Linked DNA regions of Mus musculus: region 1 is linked to region 2. A link is a contact called in public promoter capture Hi-C data. All regions are on one chromosome and are shown on one strand. The core of a region is the stretch at or near the end of the contact, and the rest is flanking DNA. Distances in the headings are between cores, read along the strand shown. Region 1 holds the start of Mybpc1 (myosin binding protein C, slow-type). Region 2 has its middle 22 kb from the start of 1700113H08Rik.

Evidence for each region. Promoter capture Hi-C pulls out the DNA fragments that hold promoters and counts their contacts.
Region 1: a promoter capture Hi-C map of hippocampal neurons shows a contact between it and region 2, with 3 times the contacts expected there. The contact joins the promoter of Mybpc1 here to the enhancer-like site in region 2. A contact is called at or near these places in 4 of 39 promoter capture datasets (the 3T3-L1 cell line, hippocampal neurons, liver and 1 more).

Annotation. Positions count from the first base shown.
Region 1 is chr10:88,603,486-88,608,788 of GRCm38.p6, reverse strand. Mybpc1 (myosin binding protein C, slow-type) reads left to right here and starts at 3,637. Exons shown (of 29, transcript NM_175418.5): 1 at 3,637-3,888. The coding sequence starts at 3,864.
Region 2 is chr10:87,033,061-87,038,656 of GRCm38.p6, reverse strand. No RefSeq gene overlaps it. Among named protein-coding and RNA genes, the nearest start is that of 1700113H08Rik, 22 kb to the left of the region's middle. Within about 2 kb of position 2,531, at least 15 of the 459 cell types and tissues checked have an H3K27ac peak or open chromatin away from gene starts, as enhancers often do. A contact at or near this core is called in hippocampal neurons, where this site is marked.

The DNA of each region.
Region 1 (5,303 bases), core at 2,388-4,887, 1.6 Mb before region 2:
ATTGAAATGATCCATGTGAGACAGTTATTGACAACCACACTGATCAGGCCAATTAAAAGTTTTGAGTCCTCTTATTGATGGCCAGACTGAAAGGAGGCTCATGCCTCTAACAAGTCTCTTGATGCCCAAGTTTAGGGTAGAGCGTTTTTAAAGGCAACAACACAAAGGCCACAATTCACACCAAAGTCAGATGAGGCTCAAAGTAGCCTTGAATAGCAGATCACAGGAATTATTATAGACAGAACATGACAATTATTTTTTGACTTAAATCTTTTAAAAATTATTTTAGTTTAATTATTATTTTGGTTAATACCTCTGGACCATTGTCAAGGTCAAGGATATCTCAAGTGTGTTACCAAGGCAGACCTGACCATGGAGAGGGGTGGTCAGAGGGCTGGGGGCTGACTAAGATGACATTATGTTACACACTTCAACATAAACAACTGACATTTTCAACACCGGAAAACAGAAAACTTCCAGTAAAAGAAAAAAGAGCCAATGAAATTAATGGGTATTTATCAAGAAAAGAAATGTGAATGACTAATATTTGTTTTTAAAAGTGTTCAACTCCTTAGCCACCAGGGATTTGCAAAGAAAAACTACTGTGATATTCCATCATATCGTAGTCACAATTACTGTCATCTAGAAAGCAAATGCTGGTGAGGATGTGGCAAAGAAGCCTGCTGATGGGAGGGGAAACTAGTACAGTTACTATGGAAACCATGATGGTGGGTAAGCACACTATCTTCTCATGCAGAGGATCCAGGTTCACTTCCCAGCACCCACAGGGAAGCTGGAATTAAAGGCTACCATGCACTACCACCCCCAGCCCCAGCTAAAAATCAGATTTTAAATAGAGATTATGGATTCTCTTTCCTTTCCTTTCCTTTCCTTTCCTTTCCTTTCCTTTCCTTTCCTTTCCTTTCCTTTCCTTTCCTTTCCTTTCCTTTCCTCTCTTGCTTTCTCCCTTCTCTTTCCCTTTGCCCTTGGTGTGAACATGATAGTATACTAAAAGCCTTTTCATTTTTTTAATTAAATAATTTAAAGAATTTTAACTTCTTAGACTTATTTATTTCATGTTTTATACATTTAATGTTTTGCCTGTGGGTATTTATGTGTATGATATGTGTACCTGGTGACCTCGGAGGTCAGAAGAGGGCATCACAGATCCTAGAACTAGAGTTATGAACCACCATGTTGGGCACTGGGGAGCAAATGTGGCTTTTGGTCAGAGCAAGAAGTGGTCCAATTGCCACAGCAAACTCTTGAGTCCCCCTAAGAGAATTTTGACATCATTTCCACTGTGTTCTCCAAGCTACTCTCAAAATGCCAGGCTAAGTGATCCCCCTGCCTCAGCCTCTACATGATACACACATGTGCATGATGCCAAGGTGACTGGGGAAAGGGCATTTTTTTTTCTTCTGGCTGTGACATTGCCTGACTTTCTGATGATTCTGAACTATCTGCTTTTGGCCTCGCTTTATGCCAGCAAGGAGTATTCCTTTCTTGATTGAATTGTTGCTGTTTTGTAGTGTGTGTGTGTGTGTGTGTGTGTGTGTGTGTGTGTGTGTGTGTGTATTATGGTTCGGTAACTCTCTTTCCTGAGAGTCTGCAAATACACATTATTCTAATTTTTAAAAATCCTCACATTAACTGCCCTATAAACCATGCAGCTCTTTGTCTTTGAACTCGGCTAGCCTTTCAACTCCTCCAATATCATTTTCTCTTTGTAGTGAAGTCCCCTGTTACCAACAAGTCCTCCAGGTCATAAAATACTTTCTCCAAGGACTGTAGTATTTCCTGGCATGTGTTTGCTTCAGTAAAACGATCAGTGTATTAAAAGCCCTCAGGGCCCCTGCTGAAGCAAAGATGGCCCCGCAGCTCCTTCGGGGCATGTGTGAAATCCGTGTCACAAACATCCCTCTGCAGCACAGCATTCTGCAGAGCTTCTGTCCATCTCACAGGACACACTCAGCGTGCTGGGAGTGCTGGGGATTCTGGGAAAGGGATTCCTTTTTAGGGCCCTTCCACCATAGCAAACATCTCAATGTCAGCGGTATCGCAGCCTCTAAGGTTAGTTTTAAAACTCCTTCTTTTGCACAAGAGGAAACTGAGGTACAGATTGCCAGCCAGACGTCCTTCCAGCAACTCGGCTGGTTTACACCAGGTCCGTGAATAGAACCTGAGGCCCTGACTTTAGATTCTAGATTCTTTAACTCTTTTAATGTATTAACTGACATCCCCATGGTAGACACAGGTAGGCTCTTTGTCCTTCTTTCAAGCCAGGTCTAACGTGATATTCAGAATATACTGTTCTGTGGTTGACATTAACCCATTGTCATCTAAGAGCAAAGAGTCTGTTTGAAAGGCGAATGGCGTGTTCAGTAGAACAAGAGAAGGCTTTCTTAACAGGGGGGTATTCGTTGAAAGTGCTGTCCAGCCTGCCTCTCTGACTTCCCGCATAGCTAACTCATGATGCTATTGAGAGCTAGAGTTCCCATCCGTATATGAAAACCTAGCTTGGCACGGTGCTTGGTAGAACTAAGTCTGCCCAGCTGTGCTCTCAGTCACAGGGGAAATTAACCGAGACAATGTGGCTGGTTCGGGACATTCTGTTAAAAACACATGTGGTCTCATTAGTTCCTCTAGGTTTCAGGCTAAGTGACCAAGTCTGATACCTTCTGTGACTGTCTTGGATTATATTTTTGGGCCCATTTGCCATCTTAATAATCACTGTTCTGTTTACTCATGGTGTTCTGGGGAAGCCATTTGTCACCGTGAATCAAAACATTGTCTGGTCTATCTGACTTTCTTTACTTATGTTGCACATGTACAGTTTAGTGGTGTGTGTGTGTGTGTGTGTGTGTGTGTGTGTGTGTGTGTGTGTGTGTGTATTTCACAAAGCTATGAAACCATTCCCACACTCCAATTCCAGAACACCTTCATCATTGCCAGGAAAAGCTTTGCATTCATGTGCCTTCAGTTCTAATTCTACTTCCCCTAGCCTGTGACAATCACTTAAGTTATTTGCCAATGTTATATGTTTACCTAGGCAGGATATTTCATGAAAGTATGGTTGGATAACTTGACTGTATAACCTATATTTTATTGCTGGTTTCTCTCAAGTTCTATTCACATTGTGGCATATCTGTTTGTTCCATTCTTGTTTATATGCTTGTAATTTTAAAAAGAATATCTGTCTCTTGAAAATGTTGCAAGAGCAATGTATCCTAAAATAGACAGCTTTGCTATTCTTAGTAGAGAGAATGAAACAAAATATTTAACTGACTAGTTAACATTGGTGTAGAAATACAATAAAAATTTTTAATCTCATTAACTAAGAAATAAGGAAAATGAACAAATAATGTGGGCATAAAAATGATCTTCTTAATATACCTTAAAAAAAGTTTTAATAAAAATTAAGAGAGAAGCCAGGCTCATGTAGTATGATTTTCATCTATTTATTTCATCGCCCAGAAAACTCCGTGCACTGCTGAGTCGGCACACGCTTCTGTGGAACAGGCAGAGAACAGGAAAGAGCACGAGGCACAGCTGAATTTAGAAAGTTAGAGATGCTCGCATCTGCCACACGAGACGGACAGGAGAGTCCTTCCAGCAGGCGGGAGAGCGGAGCGCAGACAACAGATGTGAGAAAGGTCCCAGAGCTGTCAGGTTTCAGCATCCTTGTGCCGAAGTAGGGAGGCGCCAACATGATTGATGGTCGGAGCCTGTATAAAACCGGTCCACCTCTAAGCAGCTGCTTGTCACACTGACCCACACCATCTCTCTGCTGCCCTTGGGGTTTCTGTCAACCGCTGCTAGAAAGGAGAAAACCTTTTGGAGAGTAATCTTTTGTTGTGGTCATGCCAGAACCCACTAAGAAAGAGGGTAAGAACACCTATAAATATTCTTCTTATGGTCTCTAATATTTATTTTAGTATTTATTTTTAAACAGTTGTCTGATTGTTTTTTAAAAAAAGACTATAAAACAGTAGAATTACTGGGGTACAAAGATTTTAAAAAATGGGTGTGAAAAGACCAGAAGACTATATAATTAACTGAGAAATATCTGAAAAAGTTTATAAAGTTATATTGATTCCAATGATTAAATGGAAAATGTATTATTCAATTTCAAAAGGTCCTTAAAATGCTTACATGAAAGATGTTAACTGCTCACGGTAAGAAGGCTGCATTTTCAAGCTGTTTTTTTTTTAACTTTGTTTCTCTAAATTTCCACCTTGTGTTTGCAGTGTGCAGTGCTTGGAACATCGGATGTTTTTTCAAGCACTTTATAAATTTGGTCAAGTTTTCAAATAATAAGAATCTGTGATATTATTTGTAGTTTTTCTTCTTTTTCACAGAAAGGCATTTGAAATATACAAATAAGAATTCTTCTTTGATTGTCCTTTGGGAGCCCAGCTTTGAAATTTCTTGCTGGGAAAGAAATTTTTTCTGAATATGAGTGGTAGGTTGCACCTCTCCTGAGTTTTGCGGCATACAATCTTAAAATATGTAGCCTTTAAGAAAATAACTAAGAATAAAAACGAAAGACAATTAAAGAGTAGTCTTCATTAGAAGAAAAACTTCTCCTTTCTATAAAAAGATCAGTATTTTAAAATTTCTGGTTAGTAATGGAATTAAATTAGTGTTAGAGGTTATGAAAATAATGAAAATGTACATTCTCATTAATACATTAACTTCTAGTGGAAACATCTTTTATAACTATTACCTCATACTCTGGTTTCCCTTGGGATGACATAAATCTTTCACCCCTTACTAAAGACTGCAGAGGAGAGGAATACCTTTGAGTCTTGAGCCAAGTTTTTGATGAGCCAAGTTTTTGACAAGCCAAGTTTTTGATGTTTTGCTTCTTTGGAACTAATACAAAAATGCAAATATTTGAATCAAATCCGTTTCACTTGGGCTTTTTGAATCTTTTTTTTTTTTTTATTTCTCCTCTGTAAATAAAAGCATACTTGCACACACACAGACACACGTACACAGGCTTAGAGGTGAACATAAAAAACAATATTTAGACTTTTCATTTTTAATCTTGAAAAGTGTTTGTTGCCGTTATTGTGAAGAACTTTGCAAGAGATGCCACATGTTAAAGCTGAAGTTGAGCTACTAACCGAGTTCTGAAAAGGCTTTTAAGTATTTTTTCTTTATGTAATTAGGTAGTCAGTGCTGACAGGTTGGGGTGATCAGTTACAGGTTGGCCCTATTTAGTGGCAGGGAGCATTGATGGATGAAGTCTTTCTCCCAAAATAACCACACCAAATGCATGCATTAATATGGGAACT
Region 2 (5,596 bases), core at 1,282-3,781:
ACTGTCTCAAACAAGGTGGAAGAAGGGCACTGTCACCCAGAGCTATTCACACACACACACACACACACACACACACACACACACACACGAGCATGCACAAACACATGCATTGTACACATAGAGACACAGTTTTTAAAGTGAAAAATTAATAAAAGCTTAGGAAGAAAATTGCTCCATGTAGAACTATTACAATAAGCAAATAAAAATACATGAATAAAATAGAATTAGTACCCATGCCCTATAGGCACTATCATGTGAGCTATTAATTGACATTCAAGACTAAGTATACCATTGGAAGAAAATTAAGCCAATTGACTACCATGTTAGCTTTTGTTTCCATAATAGTATGCTTGAGGTAATATATTGAGACATAAGAGTTATGCTTGACACACATTTCTGAAGCTTCCGAGAGATCAAATGGGGCCATCTTGCTAGGAAAACGGTAGGAGTTCTGAGTGGCTAAGGTGAGAAGAAAAAAGGCAGAGAAATAGACTAAAACCCTTGAGGGGCGCACCCCCCAAAGGCTCCCGGATCCCCTAAAGTTTCACAGCACCTCTGACTTGTACAACCATGGAGATGAAGCCATTGGTACACAGACCTCTGCAGGAGGCTTTGCCCAACATATAGCACTTACTTTGTACCAAATACAACAGACATCCTTGTATTTAATTCTCCAATAACTGAGACAGGTACTTTCTGCTTCCTTGTATTTGAGCTACCAGACAAGACAGGTTCGAAGTCACACAGCCAGTAAGTAGCAGAGCCAAGATTTAAAATTTTCTAGTCGCTGGATCACATTCTTTGTTCCCACCATTTGCTGTACGTTCTCACCATTTCCAAAAGTATCTTTCCATCAAAACACCAATGCAAATCATATTTACTATTCTAAGGTCTGGCCTTGTGGAAACTCATATATGTCTGAGTACTGAGATCAATGGGTCAGACACGATTTAAAAACAGAGATGATTCTCAATGTCTACCATGTCTTTTCCTCTCTCTGGGCATCCCAGTGAAAGACTTGTCTGCTCTCCACCCTTGCCTGCATTTCTGTTACTCTTTCTTTATGAGACATGTGGGGCGCGCCATCAGAGGCCACAGACATTGGGTGCTAAGAGAGTCCATAGGATTTCCTTTAACAAACAAGGATTCAACCGGAAGTGCCTTTCCTCAGAGCAGAATTCCTGAAATATTAATTTTTCTTTATCTCCTCTTTAAATGCCCTGGTACCTCAGCATCAGAGCCTCTCCCAGCTGACAGCTTTTGTGGCTAAGAATCATTTCCAGGCTTCTCAGATACAGGTTGCCAGGTAAACACACAGCTTAAACAATGGCCTGTTATCAGCAGACAGGCACTGAATTAGCCCAGTGAGCCACAGGTCTGGGCTGACAGCTGGAGATAGTCAGGGGTGGGAGATCTGCGAAGCTCTGCAGACTGCTGGGGTCCTGTTAGAGTGGATTAGTGAATCTGCATTCGGCTCACAGGAATCATAGCAGCTGTAATTTCAACCTGCAATTTGCAGACCCGATGCTTTTTTATTGTGGTCAGCTATTTGCACAGCGAGACAAAATCTCCCCCCTCGTGTGGTCATGGAAGTCTCACCATTGTTAAACGAGTGTTTCTGCATGCCACCCGTGGAAAGTAACCCACAAAAGTTCCCTCTGCAATCAATCGGTTTTTTTTTTTCTTTATTAGATCACAAACTTCCAGATTCTCCCCCCAAGGACCACAGAAGGGATCTTGGAAATCTCTCTTGTAGTTAGCTTGGTTTCTGTCAATACGTGAGCTTAAGGTACAAGTTATTAAGATGTATATTCTTATGTTAACTCGGGCTTTAAAAGTGCAAAGTCTCTCTGCAAATGGTGGATCCTGTATGGGATAGTCCCCTTCTCATAGGAGTTTTTTTGTGGAAGAGCCTCTGCATCAAGATGAGCAGCGCCAGGACCTCACGTTACCCGGAAGATGTGCGGAGACTCCCGGGGACAGCTCATCAGAATCCAACCTGTCAACAGCACATGGCCGGTCTGACTTATGAGGCGCGTCACGCGAGATTGTTTGGTATTCTGAAGAGGCAGTGGTGTATGTTGGGGGCCAAGGCGTGCAAGACACTTTGGGGTCTGCCAGACTTTCATTCCCTCCAGATCGCCCCCTGCCTCCCAGCAGGAGCTGACCCAGGCTTGGAAAAGGTTAACGAGCACAAACAGCCATCATTTGTGGCGAGTGGGAAAACCCCATGTGCTACCCAGCTTCTCTTTATGAGGCATGCGGGGTGGGTCTGCTCTGTTGTTCCATGGTTGGCACTGGGTAAATGCCCAGCGTGCTTCTGCTTGAGGGACTGGAAGGGCCTGTCTCCAGGACAGAGCCTAGGAAGAAGAAAAGAAGCCCACCCCATGCCATCAGTACCCTCCGTGTCTACAACTCGGGGGAAGCGAAGGGTGAAGGACGGAGGGACAAAAGTTGGGGACAGAATGACTCCGGAGGACTGAATACAGGCGTTCACCTAGACCTAATCGGTTCAAATGCTCTGTTTCAAACCCCATCTGCTTATCTCAAGCGAAGTTTGGGGACCGGCTCCTGTCCTATTGTGAGTCCATCATTTTGCAAATCTATTCCTGTCTACGCTCTCATTATAACAGATGTCAGCAGAGGAATCCGAGCTGTCAGGGAGCCGCCAGCCATGAAAAAGAGTAGCAGAGGCAATAGGCCAGGCAAACAAAACAAGTCGCCGCCACTGCAAGGGTAAACAGCAATGTTTGTCACAATATTTTCCCACATCGCCCAACAATTCCAAGAGATGGTGTTTTGCAAAGAGAAGGGGGAAAAAGTCACAGGAGCAATAATAAAGAAGCAGGATGGAGGCGTTGGATTCATCCTCAGTGGTGAACGCTATGTGCTGCCTAGGCCTACAATCAACTTTCTCTGTAGCAGAAATTAACATACGTCCAAGTCTCATGGCTTCTTCTCATATTAAGAACTCACAGCAGTTAAATTTTAGGTTGGGCAGCAATGAAAAGAGCTCAAGAATTCTGTGGTTTGGTGGTTTAGTTGGGGGTCTTCTACATCCCCCTAGGTCTCTCCCTTTTCTTTGACTAACCCTGGATTACCATCCTGGATGGTAATCAACAGGAGTTAACATCTTGCCTAATGCAAGGAGACTAGCTGGTGTAATTGCCAGCCTCTCCCTCTTGCTGAGTATTAAGCTAACCTGTGAGGCTACCTGCAGCGGGAGGCGATCAAGGGCTGTTATCCTCGATGAGGAGTTGGCTAAGCCAGGCTTTCTTGTCAGCAGAAAGCAAAGAACTGTGTTTGGGAACTGGACGTATTGAGATGCCTGGATTGTCTCCCAACTCCTGAACTCACTGGTTTGAGTGAGTCCTTTTCATTGCATTAGGTAAAGAATGGAAAGCAGGGAATTAAGTAGCGTTAGCATCCATCAAAACACACTAGTTGCTGGAATCCTCCACCCTCTGGGGGCCATTGGCTATGTCCTAGTCTCAGAATTACTGGAGTCAAGAAGCCATATCTGCCTCCCCAACCAGAAGTAAAGGCCACCCTCAGTTTTAATTCAAGAACAAAACCCTCACTGCACCTGCAAATGGAGCATCCAAAAGTAACCCAGGCTCTTGGAGTTCTTGTTGAAAAGCAGAAGAAAAATCACTGAGCGGGTCCACTAGCTCTTTAGAAATTTTAATTGACCCTAAATTTTAAAAGTGGGTTGAAACTCGGTGGCAAAGGGTTTGACAAGCAAGCGTGCGGCCCTGGTTTCGACAGCTTAGTGCCACAAACAAAATCGATTTAATAAATAAAGGGCAGCAAAACAATCATGCATTAAAATCTCTATGTGTAGCTCAGGCTGTGATGTCTTCTGGGGTACTTCTGTTTTGTACGATTTAGATGTTAATGCATACCATCCGTGTAGTGGCCTACCTAAACCTCGTGTCATCAGACACACCTTTAAAAAGATCTGAGACATCCTACTGTGCTCTGGAGAAACACAACTTACTTTCCATCCCAAGACAGCCAGGCAAATGTCGCTACCCCCGCCCCCTCATTCTATGACTGAAGAAATTGAGACTATTGGAGAGCTGAGCCCAAAAGCTGTGTCTTCACATCTGCCTCTCTGTGCCTTTCCCTGCACCTTATGTATGAAAAGATCCATCAACGTCACAGTCGCTCATGTGGTGGGGAACCATGACATCATGAACAAAGAGTGTGTATTAAAGCTTGTAAATGTTTGTAAGGTATAAAAATGGAAAGAAGGCCAAAAGGCAGAGGGTAAGGTAATATGGCCCAAATTCGTTTTAAGTGGGTTTCTTTTTGTACCTTGCTTAGAAATACAAACAAAATATTAACCATGATAGTTATAGGATGGCGAAAATGTTGCCTCTTCTTCCAATTTAACTTCTACTTTGAACATTTTATACAACGTGCATGTGAAAGCAGTATGGTGCCTTACAGAATAAAACCAATGCATTTGCTTGGTAGTACATATCACAGAATATGTTCTAAATTAGATACAATAAGGAAGGAGGCCGGGCATAATGGTGCAATATCACCAGCACACGGCAGGCTGAGGCAGAAGAATCAGAAGTTCAAAGCATTTTCTATGTAACATTAGCTCTGTCGATTTGACATAACCTAGAATAACCAGGAAAAGAGTATCATGAAGGATTGTCTATACTGGGCTAGCCTGTAAGTTGTCTGTTGGAGTTAATTGGTGTGGAAAAACCCAGCCCATTGTGGGTGGCACTATTCCTTAGGCAGGGTATCATGAATTGTGTAAGAGTGGAGAGAAGCAGAAAAGCTTTTGACTGTGTATGTGATGTGAGCTGTTCAAATCTCCTACTCACACACTGATGAACTATAACCTGAGACTGTAAGCTGAAATAAACCCTTTTCTCCCTAAGATTTTTTTGTTTGTTTGTTTTGTTTTGTTTTTTGGTCAGAGCATTTTAACACATCAACAAAAACACAGCAAGAACAGCTACACAAAGAGTTTGAGGCCAGCCTAGACAACAACCAAATAAATTCAGTGTAGTAAGAAAAGAAAATAGCACCGTGTTTAAGGATTATTTTTATTCCATTTATTTTATACGTATGAGTGTTTGCCTACAAGTATGTCTGTGCACCTCATGTGAATCTGATGCCATCAGGGGACATCAGATTCCCTGGAATTAGAGTTATAGAAAATTGTTAGCTGTCGTGTGGATGCTGGGATCCCAGATCCTCAGCGCTCTTCATCACTGAGCCATCTTTCCCAGACCCACTCTGCTCTATCTTTAATCACTCAGCTATGATTGATATGACCCTGTAGACTCCCTGATCTACTATGCTCTCTGGGGAGTGGGGAAGAGGACATTGTCATCTGCCAATTTGGTGACACAATTGTTAAATGTTCGTGATGCATTTGATATAGTCTGTGAGAGAATGCAGGAACATGAAGACGAGAGACACTGAAGTATTAGTATCTGGCTCGCTAGACTCCTCTAGCATGGGGGTAACGCACAGACACAAGTCTTCAAAGTGGTCGCATCAAGCCACCCCTCCCCACAGCAAGGTATAGCGCAGATCACACGACGATGGGAAATTGTGTTCCTAC